2 separate regions of the Macaca fascicularis genome follow, and region 1 is linked to region 2. Evidence: chromatin contacts called from public Hi-C data. All regions are on one chromosome and are shown on one strand. The core of a region is the stretch at or near the end of the contact, and the rest is flanking DNA. Distances in the headings are between cores, read along the strand shown. Region 1 overlaps LYRM4 (LYR motif containing 4). Region 2 holds the start of LYRM4 (LYR motif containing 4).

The links. A called contact is a pair of places that touch in the nucleus more often than the background predicts.
Region 1: a Hi-C map of liver shows a contact between it and region 2, with 4 times the contacts expected there. The contact joins the enhancer-like site here to the promoter of LYRM4 in region 2. A contact is called at or near these places in 2 of 2 Hi-C or Micro-C datasets (liver and skeletal muscle).

The regions. Positions count from the first base shown.
Region 1 is chr4:167,857,358-167,861,130 of T2T-MFA8v1.1, forward strand. All of the region lies in intron 2 of LYRM4 (LYR motif containing 4), which reads left to right. Among named protein-coding and RNA genes, the nearest start is that of PPP1R3G, 60 kb to the right of the region's middle. Within about 2 kb of position 2,519, at least 2 of the 6 cell types and tissues checked have an H3K27ac peak or open chromatin away from gene starts, as enhancers often do.
Region 2 is chr4:167,738,073-167,742,098 of T2T-MFA8v1.1, forward strand. LYRM4 (LYR motif containing 4) reads left to right here and starts at 1,971. Exons shown (of 4, transcript XM_015449931.3): 1 at 1,971-2,271. The coding sequence starts at 2,186. It overlaps FARS2 (phenylalanyl-tRNA synthetase 2, mitochondrial), which reads right to left and starts at 1,908. Exons shown (of 7, transcript XM_065544477.2): 1 at 1,538-1,908.

The DNA of each region.
Region 1 (3,773 bases), core at 1,269-3,768, 120 kb after region 2:
TCAGGAGTAAGATTCAGAGTTCTAATTCTGCCCCACACAGCACAGGGAAGTCCTGCATACCCTGTTGATCTGGGTGTCAGATAGTCTTGAGGCTCGTAAAGGTCTTTGCTTCTCCTTCCTGCTTTCACGTTTCAGTGAATATTGAGGCACTGGGTAGTGGATGATGGAGACTCGGTACCCACTGCAGAGGGTGGGGACCAAGTCTGCATCATCCACTCCTCAGTGCCTCAGTCGGTCTGGGAGCCAATGTTCAACAGATGAGCATGCGGGTAAGTAAAACACAACCAGCTGTAAGAAGTGCTGTTCAAAAGGATGGACTGGGAGGGTGGCAGGGACACCCGTCTCAGATGTCTTCTATGAGCAGGAGCGCTTTAGTCTGGGACCTGGCGATGAGTAAGGTGAGGTAAAGGGAGAGGAGGGGAGGGCAGGTGGCCTGGGCAGGGACAGACTATCAGCGACCCTGAGTGCTAAAGAGCTTGGTGTGTTCTGGAACTAAAAGAAGACAGAGATTGTTTTCCCGCTGCATGTGGAGGGAATCTGTCGCCCACTAATTTACAAAAGAAAAGTCGGACAATAATCTCTCATCAGTGCAGCTATTAATGAGACCTGGAGCTTCCAGGAAAATCTGGCTTAATAACTACCACACTGTTACTTCCTCAGGAAAATTAAAAAGGAAGGAGCGGTGAGACAGAAGGGCCTAATTCACCCCCCAGTTGACCAAGTCTGACTTGGCCTGCTAACAAAGCAACTTTAGGCAGTAGGGAGAGAAGCGAGGGAAGATGGATGTCTCTACAGGGAAATATTTTATGACTGTGAATGTTAGTATCTCTGTTTCTTGTCTTCCTTCAGAGATTAAAAGGAATCCATGTATAAAACAGGTAGTCACATGAGCATATATAAAATTTGGTTAAGCAAATTCAAGGACATTTTTTTTTTTGAGACGGAGTCTTGCTGTGTCGCCCAGGCTGGAGTACAGTGGCGTGATCTTGGCTCACTGCAAGCTGCGCCCCCCGGGTTCACACCATTCTCCCACCTCAGCCTCAGCCTCCCGAGTAGCTGGGACTATAGGCACCTGCTACCACGCCCGGCTAATTTTCTGTATTTTTAGTAGAGATGGGATTTCACAGGATAGTCTCGATCTCCTGACCTCATGATCCACCCACCTCGGCCTCCTAAAGTGCTGGGATTACAGGCGTGAGCCACCGCGCCCGGCCATTCAAGAACCTTTTCTACTTACCTAGGTTCAGTATATTCTATGGACATTGATAACCCATGGTTTTAACTGTAACCTCACATTGATCCTCAGTTCTCAGGGAAAGAGGATACTCATCTACTTCTGGTCACTGACATTTTAGGTGAAATCCTGAAGTGATTTATTAGTAGCCTAATTAGGTACTTTTTCCATTATTTAACCCAAAATCCAGGTTAAAATATTATGACATGAGTGACTTGAGCTAGACCATGACTACACATGTTTACTTCCTAGAGTCATTAACCTGGTTAAAGAAAAGAAAATCCCAGCACATCCTTGTTTTGTTAAGGTAACAAAATGAGCTCGTATCGAACACATAGGTTTAAATTACTTTAAAATGTTTTTGTGGGCTCAAACACAAACATCACAACAAAGCTTACCTGTGACCCAATTAGGAGCATCATGAAAACATAAATCCCAATTCTACTCAAGTAATACCAATGGCCTGGTACCAGTGGCTTCCAGCAGGCCACTGGGGTTTGACTCCCAAGTAGGAAAAGCCCCTGCCTCGGGGGGGATAGATGATGGGGAAATCGTTCCATCCATCCCAGTGCTGAGCTCTCACATGCCCTTCTGCTTTTCTGTAAATTGACCTAAAATGGCCATCTTTGATGGTCTCTCACTTTCTCTCTCAATCCCTGATGTGAGAATGTATTGGAATTATTTTATAAACAGTGAGTCTGCCCACAGACCGACCTCCTAGCTCCGGTTTAGCAGTGTCCAACAGTAACAATAGAAAAGCCCCTGACTTATGTCTTCTTTTGAGAGCAGAGAACCCTTTTGCAGAAGGCCCAGGCACCCCCTCCTCTAGCCACGTTGACCAGAGTTGTGGTGTACAGTTATGCCTAAGCTGTTCACTGGACAGGTAGCTGGACCGCACCACAACAGCCTTAGGTCGAGCAAGATTGATGGCTTGGGGCTAGGCTGGGAGGAGGCCCACTTCAGGGGAAAATTGGGGCTGTGTTGAGAAGGAAGGAGGGCAGCTGTGGAATGGGCCACTGAGCGGGACCGTGTTTCACAAGCACTCCAGGTCTTGCCTGGGGGTATAAATCCTGGCTCTCCCTTTTCCAGCTCTGTGGACTGCATAAAAGTTTACTATCTAACTTCTTGGCATTTCTGTGTTTTCACCAATAAAAAACATGAAGATAACAATACCCCTCAGAAGATAACATGCGATGCAAGATGGAAACAGACCCAGCACAGGCCCCTTCTTTACTCTGAGTCAAGCTTCCTTAGGGACAGGGCGTCAGTAAGGGACCTGTCAGCACTTTGCACGATTCATGTAGTTCTCAGCCGTTCATTTGCTAGGACTGAACAAGGGAGACAGGCTACTAAACTGCCCCCGAACTCACAGGCTTGTGGTGTGTGCTGGATGAGACACAGCCTGTGCTGAGGCAGGCAGGTCTGAATCCAGTGCCACAAGCACCATGGGCCGTGAGGTGGCATTAGAATATTTGGAGCACTGATGCAATGTCATCGGATGTATACATGTGCTGGAGAAATTGCCATCATGAGAACAGTTAATCGTGGAGTTGATCGTGGAGGCATAGTGTCCAGGCAGAACCCTACTCCAAGCAAGAGATCATTTGACGGCTGAGGGAAGAGAGTGCCAAGGGGAAGGGAATGGAATGAAATGCAGGAACTCTAGAGGGGATTTAAAGGCTGAATGTGCTGGTTTGCAGGCTTGAGTTAGGAACCTGCATCTAGCAGTCAGTATTACTAGAGCATTGGTGATGAAGCCGTGGGTATAAATAAGACCACATGAAGTGGGCATATGTGAAAGACATATTGGTGACTTTTCTGATGTTTTCTACCATTTCATATGAATAGGCAAGAGGAATGAAAACAGGAAATGATTTTTCTTTCCTCCTCCCTGGCAGCCTTGTCTCCTGTGATGTTTTTTCCTCATAAGGCTGGGGTCCTGTTGCGTTCCCTTTCGATGAGGCTTTTTTGTTACTTGGTGGGTTGGGGGCCTTGGGTGTGGCAGAGAATTTCCACAGCCTCGCCCTCGCCGTCGCAGTGATGAAGAGCGTTGACTTTGGAGTCAGGCGCTGGGTTTCGTTCCCGCTGCACCACATATTAACCAAGTGAAATTAAGCACATGTTTTATTAATCTTTATAAACCTCAGTTCCCCTCCTGCAAAATGAGAACGATAATAGTGCCGACTTCACAGCACTGCTTGCAGTGGCAGTGAGCTAAGGCGCTTACACAGGCGCATGCCTCCACCTGGGGGAAATGCTGTAGATGCTGCTGGCTCCTGCACTCACCAAAACTGCATTTTCTCTCCTTTGTTCTAAAAGAGAAACCAAGAGTGGGGAGCAAATGGGAGAAAGGAGCAGGAAAAGCTTGCCTCAGATTCCAACTCATATGACCTGTTAGTGACTAAAGACGGAATGCCAACACATGCATTGTGTGTTTGGAATGCCAGGTTGGTGTTTTCCACAGGGATGTGCCCATTGTTCTCTGTTTTCTGTGGAACTGTCTTCCAGCGCCAGACCTGGAGATGGGGCCTGCCCTTTT
Region 2 (4,026 bases), core at 721-3,220:
ATACCAAAGGGAAAACTCAAAACTTTTCAATAAACCCGAGGGTAGATTTGCTCAACGACCTGACCAACCAGGAAGTAACAGAAGTTTTGCTATCCTGTTGAAAAAAAAACAAAAAAACAAAAACAAAATCACAGACATGAGATTGTCAAGAAGTCAGGGAGGAGACTTAAAGGTATCTTAATGAAAGTATTTTCTCTTCAGTGCCTTTTAAAAAATGTCACTGCATCAGGATTAATAAGAATATCTGGATGCAAGGACACCAGGTTGCAAGTACACTAAAGAATGGTAAGGTCAGAGAAGTGTTTCCTGCCTTTAAAGTTCCTGAAAATAGAGGCTAGGCGTGGTGGCTCACACCTGTAATCCCAGCACTTTGGGAGGTTGAGGCAGGCGAATCACAAGGTCAGGAGTTCGAGACCAGCCTGACCAACATGGTGAAACCCCGTATCTACTAAAAATACAAAAATTAGCTCGGCAAGGTAGCGCGCGCCTGTAATCCCAGCTATTCGGGAGGCTGAGGCAGGAGAATAGCTTGAACCCGGGACGCGGAGGTTGCAGTGAGTCCGAGATCCTGCCACTGCACTCCAGCCTGGGCGACGGAGAGTGACTCCATCTCAAAAAAATAAATAAATAAATAAAAGGGAAAAAAAAGTTCCTGAAAATATAAAGTTGCTTAGATATACAGCAAGTTTATCGTTTTAAAACCAAATACACTAAAGCAGATGAGAACACAACCGTGACCAAGCGGTTGGGAGAAAGATGGATTTTAATGCAAAGTTGTTTTGTTTTTATGCATAAGGTACTCCTCGCTGTGCTCGAGTGCGGAAAGGTGGGGTTCTTCCTAAGGTTGATTACATAAAGCAAGATTCCAAAAACAAGAAAAGTGCTTTGCAAACACAGTAACTAGAACTGGCTGAAGCTTCCAGCGTCCAGTCCCATGCTCAAAGATCAGAAAAAGCAACTTTATCCACCACTTTAATAAAATGATTCAAAAAAGTTGAAGTCTTCTTAAGAAAGCCATGGTTGAAAACTTGCTCCGCTTCTTGGAGAACGCCTAAAGCCCTAACGGGCTCAAATTATTCTCCGAAGTCTAGAGCCCAAGCTGCATTTTACGCATTTATTAGACTACAAAACCACGGGGACTCTTCACTCAAAAGCAAAAACACATCCGGAAAGAGGAAAAAATCCATGGCCAATGTAACCCCCTAACCACACGAACCGCCCACGTCCTACCCCAGGCTGCAACGAGGTCGGCACTCACCCACCGCTCGCCCGGGAAACCCAGACCCAGGTATTTCAAAATCAGAAGCACGGCAGGCTCGTAGGCTCTCACGGGCAAGAATCTTAAACCCCAACTTCAGAGATACCCGTGCACGCTGGGCGCTGCCATTTTGACAGAAAGCGGGCCTTGCCCCGGAGGCCCCTACGCAGGTCGCCCTGAGCAGAGCCGGAGTGCCACGGAACCCCTGTCTCATCACCTCCACACCCAGACGTCGCATCCCCCGGCCCAAGGAATGCCAATAAATCCCACCCTGCCGACCATGATCGGGCGAAGTTAAGTCACCCTTGAAATCCCGCAAGGTCTCTCAGGCAGCGGCGAGGGCGGCCGCCGCCAGCGTGGGCGGGGCTGTTAGGGGCGGGGCGTCGACGCGGCGGCCTTCGGTAACCCGGGCAACGCGGCCTTCTAAAGGCACAAAGGGGCGCTGCGCCCCGAAACACAAATGTCTCCGCCAAAACCCCAGACGGTTCGCAAAGGCTCTCCGTGATGCAACTGCACGTCCCTCGAATGCCCGGACCCCCAATATCCGTCCCCCAGGAGCTTGGCTGGATGCACGGGCGGCCGGGCCTCTTATTTTCTCGCCCTCCGGCCGCGTGGAGATGCTGCTGGATCCCGAGCCTCCCGGCGGGGGCGGAGGCGGGAGCGGGGCGGGGCGGAGGCATCTCCCTCCTTGCACCGCCCCTTTAGCTGCCCCGAGCCCTGCCTTCGCCCGCCCCCGAAGCGGCGCGGGACGCCCGGCGCGGTCTGCGGTCCGCAGGGCTGCCGGCTTAGGCTTAGGACCGGCCCGCTGGCAAGGTCGAGCCGCTGCATTTTATTTCGTGCGTGGTTTCTGCACAGGCTGGAGTTCCGAGGTTGGGTCGTACTTGGGACCTCGGCGAAGAGGACCCGTTAATTTTTTTTCTTTCCAAAATGGCAGCCTCCAGTCGCGCACAAGTGTTAGATCTGTACCGGGCGATGCTGAGAGAGAGCAAGCGTTTCAGCTCCTACAATTACAGGTGACCCAGCGGGCACCGGGGACCGGGGGCCAGGGGCCGGGGACCGGGGATGTGGGTTGCCGTGGAATGTCCCCGGGAACTGGGAGCCACTGTCCTGCGCCGGCGTCCGCGAGGCAAGGACCGGGCTCCGCCATCGAAAAGCGTGCTCCTACCTACAGGTGTGGCCTCTGAGACCTCGGGGAGGAGCCCTTGTTTCTATCAGGGAAGACGTTCGTGTCCTGTGACGCTTTCCCCCTAACGACTATCTTGGTAGTTGTTCTAGGAGCATAATTAGTGTTATGTTTCTGCAGAAGAGAAAAAAAAGGATGGAAATCAGCCATTGGTGAAGTTAAGGCCAATGTGTTGCATATGTAAAACTTCCCTTGAGCTGGAAGAGTTGAGAGTGGAAGTGGCCAGTGAGTTGCACACAGCGACAAAGCTGAAGGCACACTTTAGCAGCTCCCTAAAATTTCCTGGGTGTCGTAATGAGTTCTTTTGGTTGCAAGAATCAAATCCATTCTATTTAGGGTACGGTGGAAACGTGTAGCGGTAAAGGAAAAAGCGTCTCAAGCTTTAGAGCTGAAACAGTTTATCCTGGCTCACCAGACAGAGATCCCGCTTCCTGGACCTTGACAGCAGAATACTGAGGGCCTAAACTCTTACATCGTTAATATAACACATTCACTTTTTCCCACGCCTCCCCATTTCCCTATTTGCCTATGAGTCTTTTATTGTTACTCTTTGTATGTTTTTTGTAATTCAGAACCTCTGCTTTCACAGTGTTGCTGGTTGTGACCCATCATTTTCTTATGGATTCTCTCTGCATTTTTTTTAGGTTTGTTTTTTGTTTTGTTTTGTTTTTACTAACTACCTGCTCCTCTCTGAGTTTGAGCCATATTCCCATGAGAAAGAATCTGATTGGATCAACTCATCTCTTTACCCCAAGGCCCCCTTAGGTGACTGGCCAGACTGTGGATTGGATGTCATAAGAGCAGAGCCTACCCTTGGAACACACCTGGTTAGGTAGGCCGCGCTCCACCAGGTGTGTGAGCTGGCAGGCCCTGAGATGGGTCTGCCCAGTACAACCTCGGTCAGAGGACAGGAACACTAAGCCTCTTAAGCAATGATTCTCAAATTTTTAGAAACCTGCCTAGAAAATGTACTCACCCTGCAAATTTGAAAACAGCATCTGTGTCATGCCACTGAGGTTGTATCCACCCAGTTAAGTGGTAAAATTTCATGGGAGAGAATGATTTTACTTAATGACTTTGACTCTGAAGGATAAAGAGTGTAAAAATAGGCATACTGGTGGAACTTTAGCAAGAATTAACCAAACATCTAGCATCAAGTACTTAACCAAGTCTGTTGAGGAAACACATGAAATATGCAAGTTAAATAAATAGAAAGCATTTGATTTCACCATAGTCTGGAGTAAGATAGTTTGTCATAAAGCTTACTCAGGATACACAAGGACTTGGAATCAGTAGGCAGTTCACACTGGCAGTGAGAGTCTTACGTGAGAGCACGTAGGAAAGTCAAGGTGGAGCCCTCGAAGACTATAACTTGGACAAGTTATTCAATCTCCATATTTCAGTTTTCTTGTTTATGAAATAGACTGTTGGACTAGACAATCTCTAAGGACCCTTCCATTTCTGAAATTCTGTTTGGAAATGATTTATGAGCAAATGAGGCCCAAGTGTTTTCAAATGAGTAATTGCCAACTGAAGAGGAAAATCATTCAAACTTTAGGAAAATCATTCAAGGCTGTACCTGAAA